2 separate regions of the Zea mays genome follow, and region 2 is linked to region 1. The links are chromatin contacts, called in public Hi-C maps. All regions are on one chromosome and are shown on one strand. Each heading gives the region's core, a stretch centred on a gene start, on an enhancer-like site or on the middle of the called end of the contact. The rest is flanking DNA. Distances are from core to core; before and after follow the strand shown.

Evidence for each region. Hi-C and Micro-C count contacts between places; a contact is called where the count stands out from the background.
Region 2: a contact with region 1 is called in a Hi-C map of tassel, with 2.2 times the contacts expected there. The contact joins the promoter of LOC100272459 here to the promoter of LOC100276548 in region 1. A contact is called at or near these places in 2 of 25 Hi-C or Micro-C datasets (ear and tassel).

The regions. Positions count from the first base shown.
Region 1 is chr6:92,875,598-92,880,112 of Zm-B73-REFERENCE-NAM-5.0, forward strand. It overlaps LOC100276548, which reads right to left and starts at 1,980. Exons shown (of 4, transcript NM_001374062.1): 1 at 1,414-1,980; 2 at 1,058-1,228; 3 at 783-959; 4 at 144-615. The coding sequence starts at 1,935. The coding sequence ends at 535.
Region 2 is chr6:93,308,251-93,312,377 of Zm-B73-REFERENCE-NAM-5.0, forward strand. LOC100272459 (RNA binding protein) reads left to right here and starts at 2,850. Exons shown (of 6, transcript NM_001146932.1): 1 at 2,850-3,182; 2 at 3,394-3,801; 3 at 3,947-4,127. The coding sequence starts at 2,859.

The DNA.
Region 1 (4,515 bases), core at 730-3,229:
CGTTGGATGTGGAGGATGTGGTCTGGATTGATTTTGCTCATGGGAGCAGCAGGGCTCCTTGCTCATAAGATACGCTTCCTTCCTCGACACCCTCCGCAATTCAATTCAACCATGAACGAACGAACAGAACAGAACAGAGGAGCTGAATGAAGAACGTTATTATATATAGATGTCCAGAAAGACAAGGGGTCGCCAAAGGCACTTCTGATCAATCATTAGAAAGGCAGTGAGAGCTTTGCTCTTGCTAATTAAATACAGCAGTATATAGGAGAAAGATTCAGGCGGAGTGGCGGACACACACTGCTAACTCGAAGTGGGTTCTGATGGGGAGAATGGATTGCAAAAAGGTCCCCCATGCCATATCTTCACTGGCCTCATGCCCTGCCTGCCTTTTCAGCTACTGGACCTGAAGTCTGAACCGATACTGCTGCTGCTCCTTGCTACTAGCGCTGTTTAATAGAGCTTAATTTATTGCCGCCTCCTCCTGCTCCGGCTCCTCCTCTTCTTCTCCTTCCTACAGCCGCGCCATGCCCTCTACATGCAGCCTCCGCCATATCCAGCGGTCTTCAACAGCTCCTGCTTTATCGCGTCGGCGCTGATCATGTCCCTCTGCATCTGCGATGTCATTGTCCCCCCTGTCAGTCAGTCAGGCAACCACATTCAAGGAGCAAAACTTGTTTGCACTGCATCGCGTCCAATTAATTTGAGGACGAAGGGAGTCTGGCAGATCTAGAACCAATGTATTGTGTGTGTGGGCAGGCAGCGGTCACGGTGGTGACTACCTCGGAGCAGGAGGCGTGCATGCCGAAGTCGTTGAAGCAGCTGACGACGCACTGCTGGATGTCCAGCCCTAGCGCGTCCAGCGTGCTCACCGTGGACAGCAGCAGCCCCGGCCTGGCGCTGGCGCCGCAGTAGATCTCCACCCGGGTGTCGGCGCCCTCCTTCCGCTCCACGTCCAACTGCACGAGGACGCAGCATCAGCATCAGCATCAGCGTCTCAGCCGCGCCTCGCATTCCCCTTCCCCCAATCGCGGCCAGCCACAAGATAGAATCGTACCTTGGGGGTGTTCCTGGCCACCATCTCGTTGGGGTTGAGCTCCCGGAAGACGCTGAGCATGCCCGCCGGCGCCTCCCCCTGCTGCTCGATCTCCTCCTGCAGCAGCTTGATCCTCTCCAGCAGCTCCTTCATGTAGTCGATCGTGTCGCCCAGGATCGACGTCCGGTCCATCTGTGCACCCACCACGCGCATTTCGTATCTCATCAGTCATCAGCCCAGCCGCCGACGCCGTAGATAGACATACTGATTGCGTGTTTGCTGTTTTCTTGTCCGACGAGGTGGACAAAGAACCAAGAAAAAAGGAGAGATCCCCCCCCCCCCCCCCCCCCCCCCCCCCCCCTCTTTGTCCTTCTCACCTTGCTGATCTTGGGCACGACGGAGCGCAGCATGGAGAGGCGGTCGTTGAGGCGCTTGCGGCGGCGGCGCTCGGCCATGAGGTTCTTGGACGGCATCCCCTCGACCCTCTTCTTCTTGGACGCCGCAGGGGCGGGCGTCGGCGCGGCGGCGCCGCCGCCGTCGCTCTCCACCAGGCCGGGCTCCACCTTGCACACCCCGAGGCCGGCGTTGTTGTCCAGCTGCAGCGCCTCCTTGGGCTCCGCGACGTGGAGGAACGCCATCTCGTCGCCGGCATTGGGCCCGCCGAACGCGGCGGCGGCGCCGTAGACCTCGCTGAGGCAGTCGAAGGCCGGCGGCTCGGCGCAGGAGGCGGTGAAGGTGGGGAGGACGCTGACGGTGGGCGCCTGCTGGTTGTGGAAGGAGCAGTCAATGGCGGCGGCCGCCGCCGGGGCGAAGAGGTCCCCCATGGACACATTGCAGTCCCAGGCGTCCCTGCGCAGGGAGAGGATCTCCTCCAGGAAGGCCTGCTCGTCGAGCTCCATGGCCGCATCCGCCGCCTTCTCCTCGAACTCGAATGAAAAAGGGAGGTGTGTGTGCCTGCGGTGGAGGGAGGAGACGGACAACGGGGGATTAAGATACGGGGAATGAAAGGGGGGGACAATTATTCCCTTTGATAAATGGTAAACAGTTGCCATTAAGGTAGTAGGCTGCTAGTAACAAATACGTAGTAGTACTACATTAATCCATGGAACTTGCTGCTGATTTATCTGTGGTGTGTACCGTACTAGTCGCAGCAGTAGAATGCAGTGAGGCCCCCAATCTGGTTTTTTGTTGTATTGCGACCTGTGAACCCTAGGCCTGGCCTAGCTAGGGCATAATGACAGTGCTAGGCTCCAGGAGGATTCGTCCTGGGCGTCGGGTAAAGCTCTCTGCCCTGTGATAGTGTGTGATGATGCCCTTTAATCTACTGACTGAGTAATTAGCGGGCACAGGCAGGCTTTGAAAGCTCCAACGCTCATGACTGACTGAGACTGAACTCTTGATGGCATATATTCAGAGATGACAGAAACTCTTGGCCACGCCCACGCCCACGCCCACACTGATGAAAGCCAAGCCATGGAGTTCCTCCCCTTCATCCTCGCTGTCATGCCATGCCACGGCAGCTGAATCGAATGGATTGATTTCTGTGGCAAACATTTCTTAATACTCAATCAATCTCGGGAAAACGAAGACGGCCAAGCTGGGAGAATGATATGATGACGAGGCCCCGGCCTCAGAACAGAAGATCCCGTGTGCGGGGCCCGCAGGTTTGACCCCACAAATGCGTCGAAAACGGCTTCTGGGGCGGCAGCGGCTCGCCCGTATCAGTTTCCCTGCGCATCCCTGGCTCCTGCATTGGCAATTGGCATGCAGGCGGGTGGGTGGGCTCACCCGTTGGAGGCCCACGTACACGTACGTGTCCTCTGCCTCTCTCTCTCGCCTCGTGGGCCTTTCTGAGCCCCAACTTGTGTCGAGCAGTTAGACAGCATTTCCTCGGTGTTTGTTAGCGCGGAGTATATATACCCATGTATATACCCATGGCCTGCTGCTGCTGTTCGAATGGTCCATACCATGCATCGTTCCGAATGGTCCATGCATGCATCGATCCCGTCCGTAGCTCTTCTGTTCTTTGTACAAGAGCAGCCTACGAGTACGTACGTAGCTTTTATTGCTGCTGTGCACTTGCCCTGCACCAGCTAGCTAGGACCCTACGTACGTACTGTACAGCTTCTTGGACGACATCCTCTACTATACCTACCTGTCTGTCTACACTAGGTTATGTATCTATATATACCAGCTACATAGTACATATCCGTATGCACAGAGCTACTATGCTAGCATGAAGGACGACGCCGGGTACATGAGAGAGAATAGGAGGAGAACAACAAGCGCATGGCGCCACCGACCTCGGGAACTGCGCGTGGGCCCCGGCCCTCTCCCTCCCCTTCCCACTCTCGACTTGAGACTATCCTCAACGCTTTGCGCTACCGCGCCCTCTCCCCTGCGTAGGGGGTCTCTACGCCCGCAGCGGCTAACGCTAGAGAGCTCCCTATGCGCTGCAGTCGTAGGGGTGGGCGTGCGTGCCCCCAGATCAAGGGGATCACTGTTCATCCCCTACAGCACTGTGTTGTGGAGCCACGAGTAATTGTTAGTAGATAAAAAATTGGTAATAGATATAGAAAATGTTATTTTATAGTTGTAGTGGGGTATAGGGGGAGTATTTAGGGGGAACCGCTGCAGGAGATGAAAACATAGGGGGTGAAATATTGATGATGTGACCCAAAAAGTGATATAGGGGGAAAATTTAGGGGTAACGCTTGCGATGCAAGAACGGTGTGACGTCTGCTCTTCGATTCTACTAGCTGAGTTCAGGCCACGGTTTACAAAACCGGTGGGGATGTAAAAACCGCACCCCACCGGTAACGGTTTACCGCCGGTAAATTGGTAGAAACCGGTAAAACCCGACCGGTTTGGCCAAACCAAATCAGTTTGAATTCAAATTGGTTTATCGGCGAAAAACCGACGCAAAACCGGTAGAAATCGGCGGTTAACCGTGAAATAAAGTGGTTTTTACTATTTTTAGCAGAAAAAAATGAAAATTTTGGCATGATTTATTTGTAGTTTGCTCAATTCACATTGTACAGTAAATATTAATTGATCCACACAACATGAGTTCATCAAAATAACATACAACATACATATGCAACCACAAACTCCAGTTCTCATGCAATAAACATCCAGCGAACTTCGCAATACTCAAATACAAGTTCTTTTACACCTCTCCAACGAGGCAACGACACATAGATCGACTTATTTCACAATACTCGCATGTTCAGCTCGAGTCATAGTGATAGTACTCAGGCATGTTGGAAGGGTCGTGATATTGATCCAATCCGTCATACTGATAGTGATAGGCCTATACAAAAGATATGAGATACATTAGTGAGAAAACAAGAACGACAAATAAATACTTATCCACAAAGCAAAAGAACATACAGGTGCAGCGGGAACTTGTCCATACCCATATTGTGGTTCTGGTGGATACATATTTGATAAATTTGAATATGGTGGTGGAGGAGGTC
Region 2 (4,127 bases), core at 1,600-4,099, 430 kb after region 1:
TAGAACTGCAATTTATGGCTTGCGTCTCACGCGGGAGGTTGGTTGTTGGATCGGGAGGAGTTTGACTGATGCATGTGGGGGAGGTTGACATTGTGCATGGACGAGGGATGCACCTGACAGCCTGGCGTGGGGTGTAGGTGGACGTGCTGGTACGTTCCAGCCAGATCGGAGTGGTCGGTCAGAGCTTCTTTTAACATTTAGAAGCCCCGGCTCACAATATATATATATATATATATATATATATATATATATATATATCGGCGTTTCGAGACAGGGGGGTCCCTAAGCCGACGAGTGAGTGTGCTGCGTGCCCCAGCCCAGATGGGTCGAGCGCGTGGGCGAGCGCGGAGGGGGGAGAGGCGAGGCGGCCGGAGCCGAGCGTGAGAGAGGTGGAAGTCCCGCGGCCTTCGTGTTCGTCCCGCGCCCAGGTCGGGTGCGCTTGCAGTAGGGGGGTTACAAGCGTCCACGCGGGTGAGGGAAGCGAGCGGCCCCAAGAGAGCGCCTGTCCCGTCCTCGGTCCCGCGCGGCCAACCTTCTCTGAGAAGGCCCTGGTCCTTCCTTTTATAGTCGTAAGGAGAGGACCCAGGTGTACAATGGGGATGTAGCAGAGTGCTACGTGTCTAGCGGAGGGAGAGCTAGTGCCCTAGGTACATGCCGATGTGGCAGCCGGAGAGATCTGGGCATCCTGCTGGCGTGATGTCGTGGCTATCGGAGGTGCGGCGGAGCCTGATGGAGGGACAGCTGTTGGAGCGGTCGAGTCCCTGCTGACGTTGTCCTGCTGCCGTAAGAGAGCTGGGGGCCGCCGTCGTCATAGAGCTCGTGGAGTGCCATCATTGCCCCTCTGGCGGAGCTGGCCGGACGAGACGCCGGTCTTGTTCTCCGTGACCCGAGTCGATTCGGGGTAGGATGATGATGACGTTTCCTGTTGACGTGGCGGTCTGTGCTCTAGGCAGGGCGACGTGGGGTTTCCTCCGAAGCCAAGGTTGAGTCTGCCTTCTGCTGCCGTGGCCGAGCCCGAGCCAGGGGGTCGGGCGAGGCGGAAGTCGTCCGGCCGAGGCCAGGGCGGAGTCCGAGCCCTGGGGTCGGGCGAGGCGGAGTTTCGTCGTCTTCCGGGTCTTAGCCCGAGTCCGAGCCCTGGGGTCGGGCGGAGTGGAGTTCGCTGTCTTCCGGGTCTTAGCCTGAGTCCGAGCCCTGGGGTCGGGCGGAGCGGAGTTCGCCGTCTTCCGGGTCCTAGCCCGAGTCCGAGCCCTGGGGTCGGGCGGAGCGGAGTTCGCCGTCTTCCGGGTCCTAGCCCGAGTCCGAGCCCTGGGGTCGGGCGGAGTGGAGTTCGCCGTCTTCCGGGTCTTAGCCCGAGTCCGAGCCCTGGGTCGGGCGGAGCGGAGTTCGCCGTCTTCCGGGTCTTAGCCCGAGTCCGAGCCCTGGGGTCGGGCGGAGCGGAGTTCGCCGTCTTCCGGGTCTTTGCCCGAGTCCGAGCCCTGGGGTCGGGCGGAGCGGAGTTCGCCGTCTTCCGGGTCCTAGCCCGAGTCCGAGCCCTGGGGTCGGGCGGAGCGGAGTTCGCCGTGGCGCCTTTGGCAAGGCCTAATTGCCTGTCAGACTCACTCTGTCGAGTGGCACTGCAGTCGGGGTGGCGCAGGCGGCGCTGTCCTTCTGTCAGACTGGCCAGTGGAGCGGTGGAGTGACGGCGGTCACCTCGGCTCTGCCGGGGGCGCGTGTCAGGATAGAGGTGTCAGGCCACCTTTGCGTTAAATGCCCCTGCAATTTGGTGAGTCGGTGTGGTGATTTAGTCAAGGTTGCTTCTGAGCGAAACCAAGACCTTGGGCAAGCCGGTGATGTGTCCGCCATAAAAAGGGGGCCTCGGGCGAGACGGAAGTCTCTCGAGGTCGGCTGCCTTCGGCCGAGGCTAGGCTCGGGTGAAGCGTGATCGAGTCACTCGTGTGGACTGATCCCTGACTTAATCGTGCCCATCAGGCCTTTGCAGCTTTATGCTGATGGGGGTTACCAGCTGAGAATTAGGCGTCTTGAGGGTACCCCTAATTATGGTCCCCGACAATATAGTACTAAATAAGTTTAAGTTTTATTGGATTTTATATGAAGTATATTTTCACAGTATATGTATTTGAAGTTATTCATGTTGATGATATATTGTACAAATTTAGTTAAATTTAGAGTAATTTGAGTTTGACCGGGCCTAGAATGGCATCATTTGTATTTTTCTCATAAGCTGGATCATTGTGAAATATATTTTCATAGTATAGCTATTTAGAATCATACATGTCGACAATGTTTTTTTATAAACTTAATTAAATTTTAAATAATTTGAATTAGATCAGGCCCGAAATTGCACGATCTGCTCTAAACAGCATTAGTGTCCTAGATATTCATGTATCGTTTTAGTGAGTGGGTCTTTGATATTTATTTTCGAATTTATTGTTAGTTATATAAACGAGTCAAACTCAATAAATCCTAACATTTTATACGTTTTACATATATAGATTTTTTGAAAGGGATGTAATTAAATCGCCTAACACAAGTCTGTCCATTACTCCCTTTGAAAACAACCCTACTTGACTTTATGAATATAAATGTTTCCCTTTTGTTTGGATCAATGAGGAGGAGAAAAAACACATCCACCCGTGAGGCGAAATAAAGAAAGTCGACTGTACGACTGATGCATGAGCAAGTCACGTATGGCAGGCAGAAACTCACATGCTATTGCTCCTTTCAATTAAAACAAGAAATTCGTTGTGACCTACAGCCCATTTTTTGACAACCTTGGCCCAACAACAGGCCCATCTACCCACACACTATCCTCTCCCTCAGTGCTCACGTCTCCACCGGTCCACCCCCTCGGCAGCTCAATGGCAGCTGCGACGGCGCCACCGCCGGCGGCGGTTGCCACCACCCTCTCGGGCCTCATGCGCTGCCAGAACATCCGTAGCAGCAGGCCTAGAGCCTTCTACGCGAGGTGCGCCTCCTCCAACGCGAGCGCGGAGGCGGCGGAGAGCCGGAAGGGAGGCCACGGCGGGACGCGCCTGGAGGAAGCCGTGCCCGTCGGCGAGGGGCGCTCGAGGGTAGACGCCTGGATATCGGCGCGTCTCGGCGGCGGGGGCGTTAGCCGCGCGCGCGTGCAGGCCAGCATCCGGGCCGGGCTTGTCGCCGTCAATGGCCGCCCGGTCTCCAAGGTGCCACTGCTACCCCGTGTCTCTAGGCTCTGTTTGCTTCCTGTCAAGCGAGGTCGGATGATCCTTGTGTTAGCAGAACTGTGGAATATGCTGCTTATACATTATTGTAGCTGATTTGTAGCTTAAACTACAACTCTGATTCCGGACGAGACAATTCACAAGGTATATGAGGGCATGCAGCACCAATTGTACTTCACTTTGTGCATTGTAGGTTTCGCATACTGTGAAGGGAGGGGACTTGGTCAGCTGCACGGTGTCAGAGCTACAGCCGCTGAGGGCAGAGGCGGAGGACATCCCGCTGGACATCGTTTATGAGGATGACCATGTTCTTGTTGTCAACAAGCCGGCTCATATGGTTGTTCACCCGGCGCCAGGAAATGCCAAAGGCACATTAGTCAATGCTATACTTCATCACTGCAAGATCTCCACATTTACCTGTTTAGCACGCAGCTCAGCTGGTGATGAATGCCCGGATTCTACGGATGAAGACACTGATGTATTTCATGTGGATCAGTTTGCTGCTGAAGATGTAAGTTCAGAAGTCCGGAATGCTCTTGTGCGCCCTGGTATTGTGCACAGGCTGGATAAGGGGACAAGTGGGCTTCTTGTTGTTGCTAAGGTATTGAATTCTGAGTTGTGATAGCCACCCATTTTTTTTTTAAAAAATAAACCTGGTACTTCAGAATCTTTTATGAAATCTGTGCGTATAATACAGACTTATGCTGAACTCTCCCATTTTTCTTTGTCTTTCTTCTTTGGGACAGGATGAGCATTCTCATGCTCGATTAGCAGAACAGTTCAAGCTGCATACAATCCGTAGGGTATACATCAGTCTTACTTGTGGCGCACCTAATCCAAATTCTGGCAGGATTGAGGCTTCTATTGCACGTGATCCTAACAATCGGATTCGTATGACTGCTATTGCTGGATCAGGCCACAGATATG